Regions from separate parts of the Mus musculus genome. Here regions 2 and 3 are each linked to region 1. Evidence: chromatin contacts called from public HiChIP or PLAC-seq data. All regions are on one chromosome and are shown on one strand. Each heading gives the region's core, a stretch centred on a gene start, on an enhancer-like site or on the middle of the called end of the contact. The rest is flanking DNA. Distances are from core to core; before and after follow the strand shown. Region 1 holds the start of Foxc1 (forkhead box C1). Region 2 holds the start of Serpinb9b (serine (or cysteine) peptidase inhibitor, clade B, member 9b). Region 3 has its middle 19 kb from the start of Serpinb1a.

Region 1 (4,889 bases), core at 752-3,251:
CCACCTGCCTGGTTCAGGTACCACGAGGTGAGTCGGCCCTGGTGGGATGCAGGGTGGTGGCTGGCCTCCTGGCCGCCCCCGCCATGACTCAGGGACGAAGAGCTGCTGCTGGTCGCTGGAGGCAGCGAGTAGTCGGGCAGGGGGTCGTCCACCGCCGCGCTGCCCGCGCCTCCCGCCGGACCCTGCAAGTGGCCGCCACGCTCGCCCGCCGCGTACAGGCTCATAGCCTGCAGGTTGCAGTGGTAAGTGGCGGCGCCCCCCGTACCCGCAGCGCTGCTGCTGCCGCCGCCTCCGCCGCCGCCGCCACCCCCGCCGCCCGAACTGCCCGCACTGGAGCTCTGGCTGCAGGGGGAGCTGTAGAGGGAGCTCTGGCCCGGAGAGTAGGCACCCAGCGCCAGCGGGGGCGCGATGCCCGCGCGCGAGGACGCAGCCGCCGAGGCCAGGAGGCCGGAACCGAGCTCAGCGGCCGAACCCTGCGGCGACCCCCGCAGCGACGTCATGATGTTGTCCACGCTGAAGCCCTGGCTGTGATGCGGCGGCGGCGCAGGCTGTGGCGGCGGCGCGGGTTCTGCAGCGTCCAGGCTGAGCGGCCGCGCCGACGGCAGGCTGCCCGGGGGGCTGCTCCCGCTCGACAAGCTGCTGCTGCTGCTGTCGGGGCTCTCGATTTTGGGCACTGTGGCGGCGCTGCCGCTGCCTAGGGCGGCAGCCGGGGACAGGGGCTGGGGAGGCGAGGGACACGTACCGTTCTCCGTCTTGATGTCCTGGATGCGCACGGGCGGCGGCTGTGGCCCGGGAGCGGAGCCCTCGGCCTGCTCCGGGGGCGCGGGCGCGGGCTGGCGGCCGGCCTGCGGCGGTGGCGGTTCTTGGAGGTGCAGCCGGCCCTTCTCCTCCTTGTCCTTCACTGCGTCCTTCTTCTTGAAGCGCCGCCGCCGCCGCAGGAAGCTGCCGTTCTCGAACATGTTGTAGGAGTCCGGGTCGAGCGTCCAGTAGCTGCCCTTGCCTGGCTTCTTGTCGTCGCGGGGCACCTTGACGAAGCACTCGTTGAGCGAGAGGTTGTGCCGTATGCTGTTCTGCCAGCCCTGCTTATTGTCCCGATAGAAGGGGAAGCGGTCCATGATGAACTGGTAGATGCCATTCAGAGTGATCTTCTTGTCCGGGGCATTCTGGATGGCCATGGTGATAAGAGCGATGTAGCTGTAGGGCGGCTTCACCATGTCCTTGGGCTGCGGCTGCGGCGTATAAGGCCCGTAGGCGCGCGCCATGCTGCCCGGGTACTGCTCGGCGTGAGCAGGGTGCGAGTACACGCTCATAGGGGCCGGCATGGCGGTGTAGCCGCCCCCGGCCGCCGCCGCGGCAGCGCGATAGTAGCTCTGCTCGCCGCCGAGGTAGGGCACCACTCCCAGGGAGTTGGGGCTGGACACCGAGTAGCGCGCCTGCATGGCCCCGGCTCGCCGCCGCCAGGCGCAGCCCGCCGCCCCCCACCCTCGCTCGGGCCGGGCCGCGCCGCACCGGCCGCCGAGTCCGAGTCCGGGCCGCGCCGAGCTACCGCGGGCCCCTCCGCGCTGCGTCTGTCCCGGCCGCGGCCGCCTCCTTGCGCCCTGGGCCGCTCGGCCTCTCCCTGCGCTCGCCTGGCGCCTCGCAGCCCACTCAGTTCCCGCGCGGGCGGCGAGGGAGGGTCGCTGCACCCGGAGAGGGCCAGACCAGGACGCTGCAAGCCGCCTCGGAGGAACGTTCGGATCAACTTCCAGGCGCAGTCGGGGCAAAAAAAGAGACAAAAGTTAAAAAAAAATTAAAAAAAAAAAAAAACAAAAACAAATAAAAAAAATAAGGCGCCCTGCTCGCCACTGCCTGCGCCTTCCAGGAGACACTGCTCGGGGCTGCTGGCTAAGGCGGCCAAATAACCAGGGGCGGGGGCAGCGCGCCGGCCGCCTTCCCGGGCCCCCGCGTCACCTTTTCTCAGTCTCTTGCGCCGGCCGCTTAAGGAAGCATTGGGAAAACTTCTGAACTTTTGAGCATCCGTCACCCAGGCGAGGACTTTTTTACGCAGTTACATTTTTTTCCGGGCAGGGGAGCCCCGCCCCACTACGGAGGCGGCAGCCAATGGGAGGCGAGAGACGCCTGTGAATGAGCCAGCGGCCGAGCTCTGCCGGCCCGCTCCTGGCGGCTGGAGGACCGCGGGGCTGACCACACGCGCGCCGGCTGCCCGGGCCCGGCGCCCGCGCCCCTGCCCGCAGCCCGCGCTCGGTCCTCCCACCGCACCCACCCACTCACTCCCAGACTCTGCGGTTCTCCCGGTCTGCGGACTTTCGGAGTCCTCACCGGCCCGGAGACCCTTCCTGCGTCCACTGTTCCCAGGCCTCCACGGAGCCCTCGAGTCACACAGGATCTGCCTCAGTCCTTACTCTACCGTGCTGTCTCCAGCGCCGGGAGTTTCTCCGTCCTTTCCAGCCCTCCGCCCATCCCTTGTCCTCTCCTTTCCGAATATCCCTCTCCCTGCTATCACCGGTCACACCAACATCACATTTGCTCTCCACAGGCAGGTTCTCCAGTCCGACTTTAGGTTACCAAGGCTGTTACAGCCGCCGGGGTTCCAGTGAGGAAGAAGATGGTATTTCGGTGCCTCGCCCCACTCCCTGCTAGCAGTAAGCGGAGGGGATAGAAACTTGGAACTTCAAACGTGTGTTAAGCTGATGGAATGTGTAGGCCACATTGAGGAGCACGGGGTTCACAGGCGTTCCAGGGCTTAAAAGAGCTAGAGAGTTCGGGCTAAGAGGACTCCAGAAGTTTCCTCGACAAACCATGCGTTGCCCCTCTGTCCTGACCAGTACATTTTGGCTCGTAGGGGCAGTTAAGTTCAAAAGAGCTCGGTGACATTAGTAGTTGTGGTGAAGCAGAGTCAGGTAAATATCCCCAAGAACTTAAGGCTTCCCCCAGCCACTCTCAGCCTCTACCCATTCCAGGGCAGCTGTCTCACAGAGTCTGAGTTGGAGGAAGTGTTCAGAATTGCACCTACAAGGCGGCTTAAAGATTTTGAAGAGATAAGCCCCGAATGATCCTAGATATTCCGTGATTAAACCTCAAGGCTGCAGCCTCTGGGTGACTAGAACAGGATGGGTAGAGATGGGGGTGGGGGGGCGGTATTGGAGGATCTGAGAGGATAGGCCTCCCTCTGACTGAAAAACAACCCTGTATTTCAGCAACTGGTCCAGAAAAAAAAAATCTGACAGAGTGGGCACCAGGTCGTTTGCTAGAAGATGGGTTTGAGAGAAACACTGTGAAAAAGTGTTTGTGAATATTTTTCACCTCGGTTCCTCCGATTTCTGGTAATCTTTAACGCTAGGACTTGCTGGGAGTCAAAAGGTTTACCGACTTGAACCTTCTTTCCCTCACTAACACACACACACCATCACCACCACCTCTCCCTTAGTAGATAAAGATGCTTATTTATGCAGTAGGCACAGCTCTGTTTTGCTTGAACATATGCTTATACGCACATACATACATAATACATACATGTGTGTAATTTCAAAATGGGCATTTATATCAAGGAAAGAAGACTCATGTTTCTAGAATTCACACACAAACACAACACTCTCTCTCTCTCTCTCTCTCTCTCTCTCTCTCTCTCTCTCTCTCTCTCTCAAAGGGAAGCAAGCAGTTTGCATCCTGGTCTAGCACAATGTGGGCTCACTTGATCCTCTATTCCCAGATGTTTGCAAGACTAAGGACACTGTTGGACTGGGAGAAGTACCAGAGTCAGCAGTTGTTCCTAAAGATTCTTGAATGTGGTGAGAGTATAAGCTACACGTCCTAAAATATAAATTCATGTCTCCTTCTAGCCCAGCACACCAATGGCCTCACCAGCTCCTGACGCTGTGGCTTTAAGTCCTGGGTCTGGCCCTAGCTGGAGTACAATTAGAAAGTGATCGTCCCCTACACCTTGGCATTTGGTTCTTAAGCTGTGTGTGCACAACCAGCTGTGTGGTAGGATGATCGCAGCTTTTAGCAACTTCGCAGCTTTTAGCAACTTGTTTGTTTTCTGATTGTGGGGTTTCCACATTCCAGCGGGCGGGGTTCTGTAAGAGACAATGTGTTGCGTGCCCTCCCCCAGTCCCCAATTGCTCCCCAACCCCCAGTCCTTAGAAGTGTAAACAGTTTGTTCTGTAAATAACAAATCAAACAGCAGTGGTGTTTTCTGTTGCCCTCCTGGCTTTGGATATAAAATTTGACATTGTGAAATTCGTATTTGGCACGCGGGGGGGTGGGGGGGGTGTTCAGTTTTACAAAGATCAACTTTCCATGGTTTGGCTCTGGATAATCGCCAGGAAAAGATATTTGCATTTGGTTTTTATATGCTTACTCGGAAGCAAGCCTCCAGTGAACGGTTTGATTGTATTTCAAGCGCTTGGTGTTTTATTGTTGTTACTGGCTGTTGTTTGAACGTGAAGATGCAGTCTTTGGGGGGTACAAGCTAAAGTTTTCATTTTTGTGTTGAAGTTTTGGATGCCCTCTTTCTGTTGTCCCCCGGGCAATCACTTTGCCGTCTCCCCGACAACCTGTGACTTGATTGGGAGAAATACCGCAGGACCCCTTGGGCATCTTTTTTGACACCTTGGGTACTTGCAGCTTGAAAGTCCCCGCAAGCGACAGCGGTAATGAATGTTTGGTGAACTGGTGGCTGAGGCGCAGCCGACCTTCGTTCCCCTCTCTGACCCTCCTGGAGAGGTTACAATTCCCCAGGCCCAAGGAAGGGATCTTAGCTTTGAGAAAGAGGTATGACGTCACGGTAACGGTTTAAAAAAAAAAAAAAAAAGAGGCCTCTGTGCCTCTGTGGGCCCCTCCTGCACAAAAGCACCGGGAAGCGGGCTGTGGCGGAGAGCTTCTGGAAT
Region 2 (4,889 bases), core at 953-3,452, 1.2 Mb before region 1:
CTGCGGTCTGCTCCTTTGCACCCAGGAGGACCATAGCTAGAGCAGAGGAGATGCTCACAGGAGAAAAACATACATTTTTGGAAGGGTTGCTTTGACATAACATCTTCAATAGATGGATGGCAAAGGTGCCATTTGCTTCAGACAGAGTACTCATGATGCAGAGTCTGGAGGGAAAGGAGATATGGGACTCAACACAGAGGTGAAGGTTCATTGGTCGGAAGCAGGGAAACTTGGGACTCTACTTCTGATTAATATTCCAAGATCATAAGTACTTTAAATTGAATTTCAAAAATTCGTTCTAGTTCACAGTCTATCCATTTTTAAAGTTATTAGGAAGTGTGGCCATGGCAGCAGACCATACTACCTTCTTTCTCATCTACAGAGAAAGGAAAAGAAAGGAAAGATCATCAGAAACAAACCCAGGACACAGCAGAGAGAGGCTGGCTCTAGTCTCCTTCCATACACACACATACATATCTTCTGAAGAATGTTGAGCTTTGGCTAAAGAGAAGGAGGAAGAGAAGAGGAAGCAAGGAAGAAAACAGACAGGAGCATCTAGGTCTTCTAGCCTGCCTTCAGCAACTCTGCATTCTGGACTCTGCCTGTGAATAAGTCTCCTGAGATACCCAGATATCTCATGAGACAGTGCCCATTTGCAGTTAGACAGGAAAGACTCTGAGATGCTGAATGACACCCCAAAACAGGCTGGTGTTATCAACTCTGTTGTGTAGCAGGGAGCATTCCCCTGCAGTGACTGCTCAGGAGACCTTGTATCCTCTGCAGACACCCAGGCTGCTTTTCTCTTGAGCATGCCTCAGCTTCCAGATAAATGGACAGCTTGACCCAGACTACGTCACTGCTCCAGATGCCTTAACCCAGGTCTGAGTCACTGTGCATTCCATGACTGTGCTCTCACTGTCATATGACTCTTGAACCCTGGAAGTCTGTTTCAGAGTGCATGGTACTGTGCTAAAATACAGATCAAAAGCCTCGGGAGTCTCAGGACACCTCAACCCATGCTTCTTCCTACTCTTCAGACAGAGGGACACAGCATCCTGGGAGTATACTTAGATCCTCTGGGTCCTCCCCTGAAGTCTCCCAGGGCTCTGAGGGAAAGGTGGGGCTGCATTATATCAAATGAATTACCCTCAAGGTGGTCCTCTCATCTAACCCAGCTTGCCCCTCCTCCTGCATTCCTGCCTACCCTTAGGTCACTTTAAAGTTGCTTCTGAGTCCTTGAAGTGCTGTTTACTTCACCTAGAAGTTCTCCTACCCCATCCCTGTCACTGAGTTCAAACTCCTCCCCCTTCCAACTTCATTGGAACAGGACAGCCTCAGGGCCTCTGCTGTCCTACCCTAGTGCAGCTGCCCCACCCCGGGTCTGCTCATTACTCTTAAGTGTCACCTTTCTCTTACTGATTGCTGTCCACCATCGTCCATATTCTGGATCTCTGTGAAGTTAAGGGAGATGTCTGACACCCTAAGAGTAAGCACCTGGAAGCAGCGTCAGATAAAGGGATTACTCAGATAAATTCATCAAAGACATGATTACTGTCAGCATGGAGTGAACTGTTTTATAAATGGCAATGAGCAGTGCTCAAATTTGGACTAGAGACCTCCAGATGTTTAAAAGGACCTGATTTAAAAGAGTTCACTTTTGTAAGAAAGGAGGAGAGAAGGCTAAGGCAGTCAAATTGCCAATTGTAGGTACTGAGAAGAAGCACGGAAGGAGGCCTGTGAAGAGGCTGCTAACACCTTGCAGCCCCTAACCTGACTAGTAGAAGAGGAGCCAACACAGCCTAGGTCCCAGTCCCCAGGATCAGCCTCCCTGACACTTGGCCAGCTGGGGTTCCTCTTGGAGTCTCCTTTTTAAAATACCCATCACACACCAGCTCCCAGCTCTCTCTTTCCCTAACTTAATATTCCTGAGTTTCCCTCCTGGATTCAGCCTTTGTATTCTAAAACTGACTTATGGAGGTCCCACAACCCCAATCTGAGCCAGGCAAAAAACCTACCTGAGTAGCTGCTGCTCAATGTAGCTTTTTCAGCCTGGATGTCCCCTATAGCTTAACACAGCAGCCTTCCAGATTCAGCTGAGCCTTTTATTCATTCACTTCAGGGCAGGGACTTCCTGTTTAGTGCCTCTGGCCACCTACAGAGAGATAGGCTGCCTCCAGCTCTATCCTTTGCAAGAAGAGGACTGGTGAGGGTTGGGGAAAAAAAAACTGGGTGGGCCCTTAGAGGAAGGGAAAATAGCAGGAGTTTTTGCTGTGTGACAAAGAGAATCATTGCTGGATAGCATTCTTGGTTTGGGGTGGGGCATGGGGGATATGGAGGGTGCGCAGTATCAAAGCCCGTTTCCTTTTGTTTGTTTGTTTGTTTGTTCTTCTTGTTTTGTTTTTAATCAAGTCACCCTTTCTCTGTGTAGCCCTAGCTGTCCTGGGAATCTCACTCTACAGACCAGGCTGGCCTCAAACTCAGAAATCTGCCTGTCTCTGTGTCCGAAGTTCTGGGATTAAAGGTGTGTGCCACCACTACCCAGCTCAAAGCCAATTTCTTAAACACTAGTCCTACTCTCCTGTCAAATACTAATGCATTTCATGCTTTTCTCCTCAGTCATGAGCATTTCTTGTGAACAGAATATGTGCTCATGTATGTGGTATTCTATTACTAACCTGATGTTTCAGAGGCTCAGCCTTAAGTGTCCAAGGTGGCTGTGACTGGGGCACAGAGAACAGTCTTGCTACTCGATGCCATCTGTAGGAGTTGGATTGTGTCCAGAAATCTCAACTCAAGTGAGTCCACCATTCTTGAATTTGGCACAGAAAGAAATTTCATGAAGAGACAGTGTGAGATGGAGTTGGATTTATTGAGAAGCAAACACAAATATATTTAAAATGAGTAAAACACAAAGGGAAGAAAAGTAGGAAAACAGAGAATGAGACACACCCAAGCATGCAGGGCTCTCAAGGAGAGCATGGCTGCAGTGACTCAGCAGTAGCTTCATGTATGGCTTTGGTGGCTCTCAGATGTTACATCTTACAAAGTTGCTGAGAAACTCTCAATCTCCTTTATAGCTAATAGAGAGCCAGTATTTCTTTGTTTAGTTATTTAAGGACAAGCTTTTAAAACTACAAAGAATGAGGCTATATGAGGGCAAACTCATAAGCAGAACTTCCAGGCAGAAAGAAGTCTTGCTAGGAAATAGGAACATTAGGAGGACTTCACAGACCCAGGAAAGGCTCATCCTGTCTACAGGATCATTCATTTACTTCTCCTAGACAATATCAAATTTTGGTTTGGTTGAGCCTGAGAGCTCACACAGTTTCAACCTCTGTGGTGCACTCAGTCTAGATAAAGCTTTCCACTCCACGTGCTCTCCGTATAACCTATGGATGGGAGCTTTTCTCCCAACTCTTCCTCCCTGAAGCCCACTGGGGTGCATTTTGGATTTCTCCAGAGTGCTCATCTTCTCTGCTCAGCTCCATTTTCCACAAGAGTCTGCTAACCCCTCACCCAGCAGGGAGTGAGCACAGCTATATGACCTTTAGCCTGTGGCTCTCTTGCTCATCTTGCTTGGGGAAAGGTTTGGCTTCCTCTGCAACCTCTGTCCTTATCTGTCCTCCACGAGCAGTAGGGGATTTCAACCTCCTATTTCTTTGTTTCTCCTATTTCCTTGCTTTGACCAACAACCAGTTTGACCATCTTCTATCTTAACTCACATTCTTGGGGCTACTTTTCAGTTTGGTCCCACATCACTGAAACCGCTGGCCCATTGTTACCTTCCCCTTTGTCTTAATATCTTCTGACACAGTTTCTCCACTCTGCTCTGCTTCTCCTTCCTCACCCCAGCTTTCTCCAGAGACTTCCCTGCCATCCTCTTCTTCATCTTCCAAAAACAGGCTATGTTATTTTCTCTTATCTGGAAAGCTCTGTTCTTTTTTATTTTTTTTTTCACCTCCTGCCCCCCAATTTTATTTTCTCTGTGTAGTCTGTTTCAACGTGGATCTGCCCTTTAAAACAGTGCTCACTCTACAGAGCACAGATCCCACTGCAATACTCTTCTCCATGAACTTCATGTCCCCTAAGGAAGTTATTGAGATCATCTTCAGTGCACTTCCTGCTTGATGGCATGATGGAATGTGTTCTCCCTCTTCTCACACCTGGGGAATTTTTTGGAGTCAAAGTTTTCTATGTTTTTGCTGCTTTTGGCTTCTATACCAGAGGGCTAGAGTAGCAGCTCCCTATGTGTAATCTCTCTTCCTCGTTTTTCCTAAATAGGAGTACCTTACATAGGTATTATAATCAGGAATGATAAAGTATGGGTAAGAAGGCTCCCAAGACATCTCTTGGACTATAAACAGGTTTTCTTGTAAGATTCTTAGGAATTTGCATGTTTATATCTGGACAAGGAGAATGATCATGCAGGCTTAGGTTATAAGCATGGTTGCTGTTTTAATGTACTTTTGAAAATATCCTTACATAGAATGATTACTGTATGCATGTCAGCTACTTTCACAGTAACTGGGATGGCAAGAGTCTCAATCAGACCGAGAGGTGAAGAGCTTCATTCTTTTCCCAAATCTCATTAACAACCTTAGTCTTTTTCTGTTATCTCAAGATAATATTTTTCAGACACTAGTTTCTTTGACTGAGTAAGAATATTAATAATGATATTATCTAAAATAAGTTTTTATTCAATTGGTGTTGGGGCCTGGATGCTGCTGGAATCTTGTCCCTGGGCCATCATCTAACACTCTTTTGCTTCTTCCACTATCTTGCTCCATTCCTTATTGACTTTGGACATTTTACAATGAGGGCATTCCTTTCCAGATCTTTTTTACAGTGAGGGCATTCCTTTGGCATAGATGTGTTGCTTAGCACCACCA
Region 3 (4,889 bases), core at 1,541-4,040, 1.0 Mb before region 1:
TGCATGGAGAGGGGGAATATAGTGCAGGGAATGGCCCTAAGGGGGTCCTACGGTGTACAGTTTTACATACTTCATTAAATTGAGTGATTTTCAGGGTTCAGGATTGCCATGCATTGCAAGAGCAAGCGGATGTTACTGAATGTGGTTTTCAAAGTGCGCTTGCGCCAGCCCTTCCTTCATGGTGGACTGTTGCGCCAGCTCCTACTGGGACTTCAATTCCACAGAGAAAATGGTTTCCCTGTATTTTAAAAATGTAAACAACATTGCATAATATTTTTACAGATAGCTTTAAATGAATGTAGATGCACCACAGATTTCAGTTTTCTGAGTAAAGTATCATGTTCCTTAAAATACTTAAGACACTAGGAAGTCTCTTCCCCTCATGTTTAATAAGCCTCTGCTGCTTCTTTTTTTCTTCTCTTGGCGTTTTGAGACAATCTTGTTATATATCTCAGACTAACCTCAAATTTATAATTCTCAAATTTATAATTCTCAACCTTCCATGTGCTCATATTTCATACATACTCCACTGGGCTCAGTCACCTGTATGTTTTCTATTAAGACAACTGCAGTAAATATTAGTAAGAGTTGCATGATTTCACACATTTTTCTGCATTTTTCTAATTCTTTAACTGCCTCTCTCTCCCTCATATATGTATATACATACATAATACATGTATGGGTGGATGCCAGAGGACTTAGGTATCTTTCTCCAGGAACCAGCAACGTTTTTAAAAGATAGCATCTCTCACCAGCCCGGAACTGGCCAAGTGAGTGAAGCTAACTAAACCAGCAAGTCCCACAGATGGGATTATAAGTGGAAACCATCATGCATGGAATTTTTTTATATAGGTTCTGTACATCAAACTCAAGTCCTTGTGGGACAAGAAAAATACTTTACCAACTGAGCTGTGTTCCCAGGCTCCACCAATTTCTTTTGTGGTTAGTTAATAAAAGAGATCTCTAGAAACTTAATTTAGTTTACCGATCCCTTTGGCTCACAGCAATTCCAATGTGAGGGCTGGTACTGTTAAATCTTCAATATTGTGTGCCAACATTCGCAAAGAATTCCCACCTTGAAAAAAAAAAAAGACCTGAAATTCAAGGGGCTCATAATATTAAGGTACAAGACGAGGAGAGGTGGGTGGGAATAGTGTGTGTGTGTGTGTGTGTGTGTGTGTGTTCAGAGATAGACATGGTTAAACCCCTTACTTACATCTGTCATAATGGGACCTACTATTTTGTGCAATCAATATAAACTGATTTTAAAAAGAACTTCGATCTTATTTTGCTTTTCTGCCCCTTGCCTTCCCTTTTCTCTTGGCTATTAAGAAACGCTTGTCCTAGATACAAGCAATTTTGTTTCCAGTTACACAGGAAACCATTGTCTTCCTGAGCTGTTCAACCACAGCTCGGTTGTGATGGCAATGAAACCCTTCAGAAGCCCTCTTTGTCGGCTCACTTTCTGAAAACAGTAAAGTGAACTCACCATCATGTGACAAGTCCCAATGAAAGACAGCAAAATGATTGTTTAGCTAATACTGCTAAAATTCCCACCAGCCCAGTAAGAAAAGTTACCCCTCTATAGGAAAGATCCCGGCTCCTCTCCACCTCGACCTCTCCTGCCCTTGATTTTAACCTTCACTTATGAGAACAGACTGTCCTAGTCTTCTGGGGGGCAGATTTTGCTTCATCTTGATTAAAAATAATGGCAAAGATTCAAAAAAGGGAGATATATCTCATACTTATCTACATACTAGAATATTTTTAAGCTTCTTTAATCCTCTCATCCGGCTAATGAGTTAGATGTAACATGTTCTCATTGTATGGATGATGAAACCAATAAAGAGATGTTACACAAGCTGTCCACAGTCTCAAGAGCCAGCTTTCAGCCCAGAGAGCCCGCCCATTCATCTATGCACTGACACTGTCTTGCACAAAGCCTCACACGGGGAAGGGAGGGAAGGATGGAGGGACTCTTCCAAACATGTCAGGACAGCCTCTAGGTGACTAAGCTTTGCTGTAGATCTTGGAAGTCATTGCTCACATCCATTTGTCAGTGTTTCTGAATCCTGGAAATGCCTAGCAGCTGGAGACAAGGGTGAGCAGAGCAGACTTTCCTGCCATAGACTATTTTAACAAGGAAAAGACAGGATGAGGGCTCCAAGCATAAAAGGCAGGCTCTGTGGAACACAGATTCAAGAAGAAAGGAGATTGTCAGTCATAGAGCAGATCCCACAGCCATGGAAATGAAGACCGTGGCCCAGTATTCTGTAATGTTCCTTCAAATCCAACATTCTACAGACTTCATGGACCTGGGAATGTACGGGACTCACTGGTCAAATGTTGGTGATCTAACAAGAATAATATAAGGGAATTTGGCATCAACTGGTATAGGGAGCAAAGGAAGGCTTGCGTGAGTGAAATCCTGAGGAGATATGGATTTTTATCATGGCCAAGGCTTTGTGGAGGACAGCAAAGGCCTGCCAGACACATGGCCAATTGACAAAGCTATTATCCATATGGGCCAGGCTGGGCGCAGCTGTGTCAAGGATGCCCAAGGCCTCACATGGGAAATAGGCAAAGCTGTTTCGCATATGAGCCAGGCTCAAGAGAAATTGCAAGGCTTTTCTTGGGAGTTCTGGTGTACTGTTTAGGAAGACTGATAAGTGTCTACAAAGTCTAGTAACTGTATTTCCTTCTCCCAGTGTGTACAAAGGCTAGCAACTGTATCTTCCTCCTCCGCAGTGTTTACAGACTGACACTGCTCATGCAGATCTCCTACCCCAGAGCCAACTAGCCCCGCCTTCTGTACCTACCTAATTTGGTTTCAGGTTGTGGAGAACTCCCACAGGACCCCAGTTTCACTGTCTGTGAGTCACATGCCCTTGCTACCTCTGGCCAGAGTTCTGGGACCCAAGTAAGTAGGGAGATGGCAACCTGGGTTCATTGTACTGAGAAAAAAAAAAAAAAACTACAATCACAGTATAATTTTAAATACACAAGAGACAAAGTGTTCCAGTCAGTGAAACAGATGCACAGTTCTCAGAGAGGCAGAAGTTATGTTTACAGACAGAATGGGTGAGCTGGGTGCACTGGTTCTTTGGAAGAGTGTCCACCCTGATCCACTCATAGCTCAGTCATTCTTATTCAGAGATTTACAGCCTAATATTGAAGATTGCCAAGGGTTATTACTGAAGGCTATCTCTTTGACAACCAACCATGTTGCCTGGCAACAATTTCCTTGTTGATTTATTATCTCTTCTTATCATTGTTTCTGTAACTTCCGCAAATCTATCCCTATTCTGTTCCCTCCCACATGAAATAAAGTTCCTTTATATTCTGGGCTTGCCAGGCAGCAGGAGAAAATGATGGCTTCATCAGACTTAATTGTGACATAAAAAGCTGGATGCTTCGCTATTATTTCAGCCCCAACTTCAGTTTGACTTTAAGGCATTACTTGAAATTCCTATCGACTATTAAAGCAACACTCGCAAAATCTTGTGACAGCTATCGCAGTCAGGATGGAAGAAACTGGGATGTGAAATTTCACGGTTTAGCTTCTCGTGTTGGGAGGATCTGATCAGAACTAGACTGCCTACAGGGCAGGGGTGGGGTGGGGTAAGGAGTCCAACCTTTGAACAATATAAAGCAGGAGGGTACGTGGTTCCTTTTTCTAGTGGTCAACATGCTGAAAGAGTCTTAGGTAGAACAGTTGAAATTTGAGGGATGTATTGTGACAGAAGTTAGGTTCATTTAAGCCATGAGGAATTTCGTTTTCCTCTGTGTGTGTGTGTGTGTGTGTGTGTGTGTGTGTGTGTGGTATGTGTGCAGGTACATGTGTGTGGTGGTCCAAAGTGTTCTTAATTACTATACCTTATATATCAAAGCAGACTCTTCTCCCTAAACAAGCAGCATGCCATTTCAGCTGGTCTCACTAGTCAGTTTCCTTCAGGGATCATCTGCAAGGATTACCAGCGGCTGCTATGCCTACCCAGCTTTTACATGGGTTCTTGGGCTCTGAATATCTGTCTTCACAGTTGCCTGGTAAAGAACTTTACCCTCTGAGCTATTTCGTCAGGCCCCCGGAAAGAAAGTTAGATAAGTCATTCCTGGTGGATCTCAGAGCTTCAATGCTCAGAGGTCTGATAATGTCTGGAACTCTGCAGGCAAGCTGCATCAGTTGCCTTCATATTTGACATACTTGTGTTGGAAGAGGAAATGTTTAGACCACTTGTCCCCAGCTAATGGTGCCATTATTACATATGCATATACATACATATTATACAGTCCAATTACAGACTGTGGACCCTTTACAGAGTAGACCCAAGTGGCAGAAGTCATGGTGGGCGAAGTAATGCCTAGCCCCCAGTTCCTGTGGAGCTCTGTTTAGTGTTCTTCTGGGACATGAACAGTCGCCACTACATTTACTTCCTAAGCAGTAAGCTGACCCGACACAACTTCCCTGCCATGATGGTTCTCCCAAAATTTTACTCCCTTACAGTTATTTAGTCATAGCCACATAAAAGTAACCAATGCAAGCCTCTTTAAGATGATAATACTTGTCATGAAAATAATAATCTTTAGTTGCCATTTACTTTGTAGTGATGATATGTCACTTTTATTTTGGTGGGGATGAAGAATATGCGCCCAATATCTGACAGAAGAGGATTTTGAGGGCTCTGGGCTCAGGAGAAAATGACTGGGTGATGCTGACTGGGACAGCCTTGTTGTACTGTGACTTTACTAACCCCGAGTCCACAGATCCTGAACAATTACAGACTTATTTTGGTTTCCCCTTCTTCCTCATCAGCATGCTACTTTCATCGTCCAAGGGGGAAGATTCAAAATACACTGAGACAAAACTGATAAAAATGAAAGAAGGCGTC

Evidence for each region. HiChIP or PLAC-seq counts read pairs in DNA pulled down with a chosen protein or histone mark.
Region 2: a contact with region 1 is called in an HNF4G HiChIP or PLAC-seq map of pancreatic cancer cells. The contact joins the promoter of Serpinb9b here to the promoter of Foxc1 in region 1. A contact is called at or near these places in 2 of 39 promoter capture datasets (liver and maxillary cranial neural crest) and 1 of 115 datasets of contacts at active chromatin or transcription factors (pancreatic cancer cells).
Region 3: a contact with region 1 is called in an H3K27ac HiChIP or PLAC-seq map of large pre-B cells, with 4 times the contacts expected there. The contact joins the enhancer-like site here to the promoter of Foxc1 in region 1. A contact is called at or near these places in 5 of 39 promoter capture datasets (the 3T3-L1 cell line, hippocampal neurons, maxillary cranial neural crest and 1 more) and 4 of 115 datasets of contacts at active chromatin or transcription factors (kidney, large pre-B cells, pancreatic cancer cells and 1 more).

Annotation. Positions count from the first base shown.
Region 1 is chr13:31,803,758-31,808,646 of GRCm38.p6, reverse strand. Foxc1 (forkhead box C1) reads right to left here and starts at 2,001. Exons shown (of 1, transcript NM_008592.2): 1 at 1-2,001. The coding sequence starts at 1,439.
Region 2 is chr13:33,024,727-33,029,615 of GRCm38.p6, reverse strand. It overlaps Serpinb9b (serine (or cysteine) peptidase inhibitor, clade B, member 9b), which reads right to left and starts at 2,202. Exons shown (of 7, transcript NM_011452.3): 1 at 2,016-2,202; 2 at 1-164. The coding sequence starts at 154.
Region 3 is chr13:32,829,987-32,834,875 of GRCm38.p6, reverse strand. No RefSeq gene overlaps it. Among named protein-coding and RNA genes, the nearest start is that of Serpinb1a, 19 kb to the left of the region's middle. Within about 2 kb of position 2,790, at least 119 of the 459 cell types and tissues checked have an H3K27ac peak or open chromatin away from gene starts, as enhancers often do. A contact at or near this core is called in pre-B cells, where this site is marked.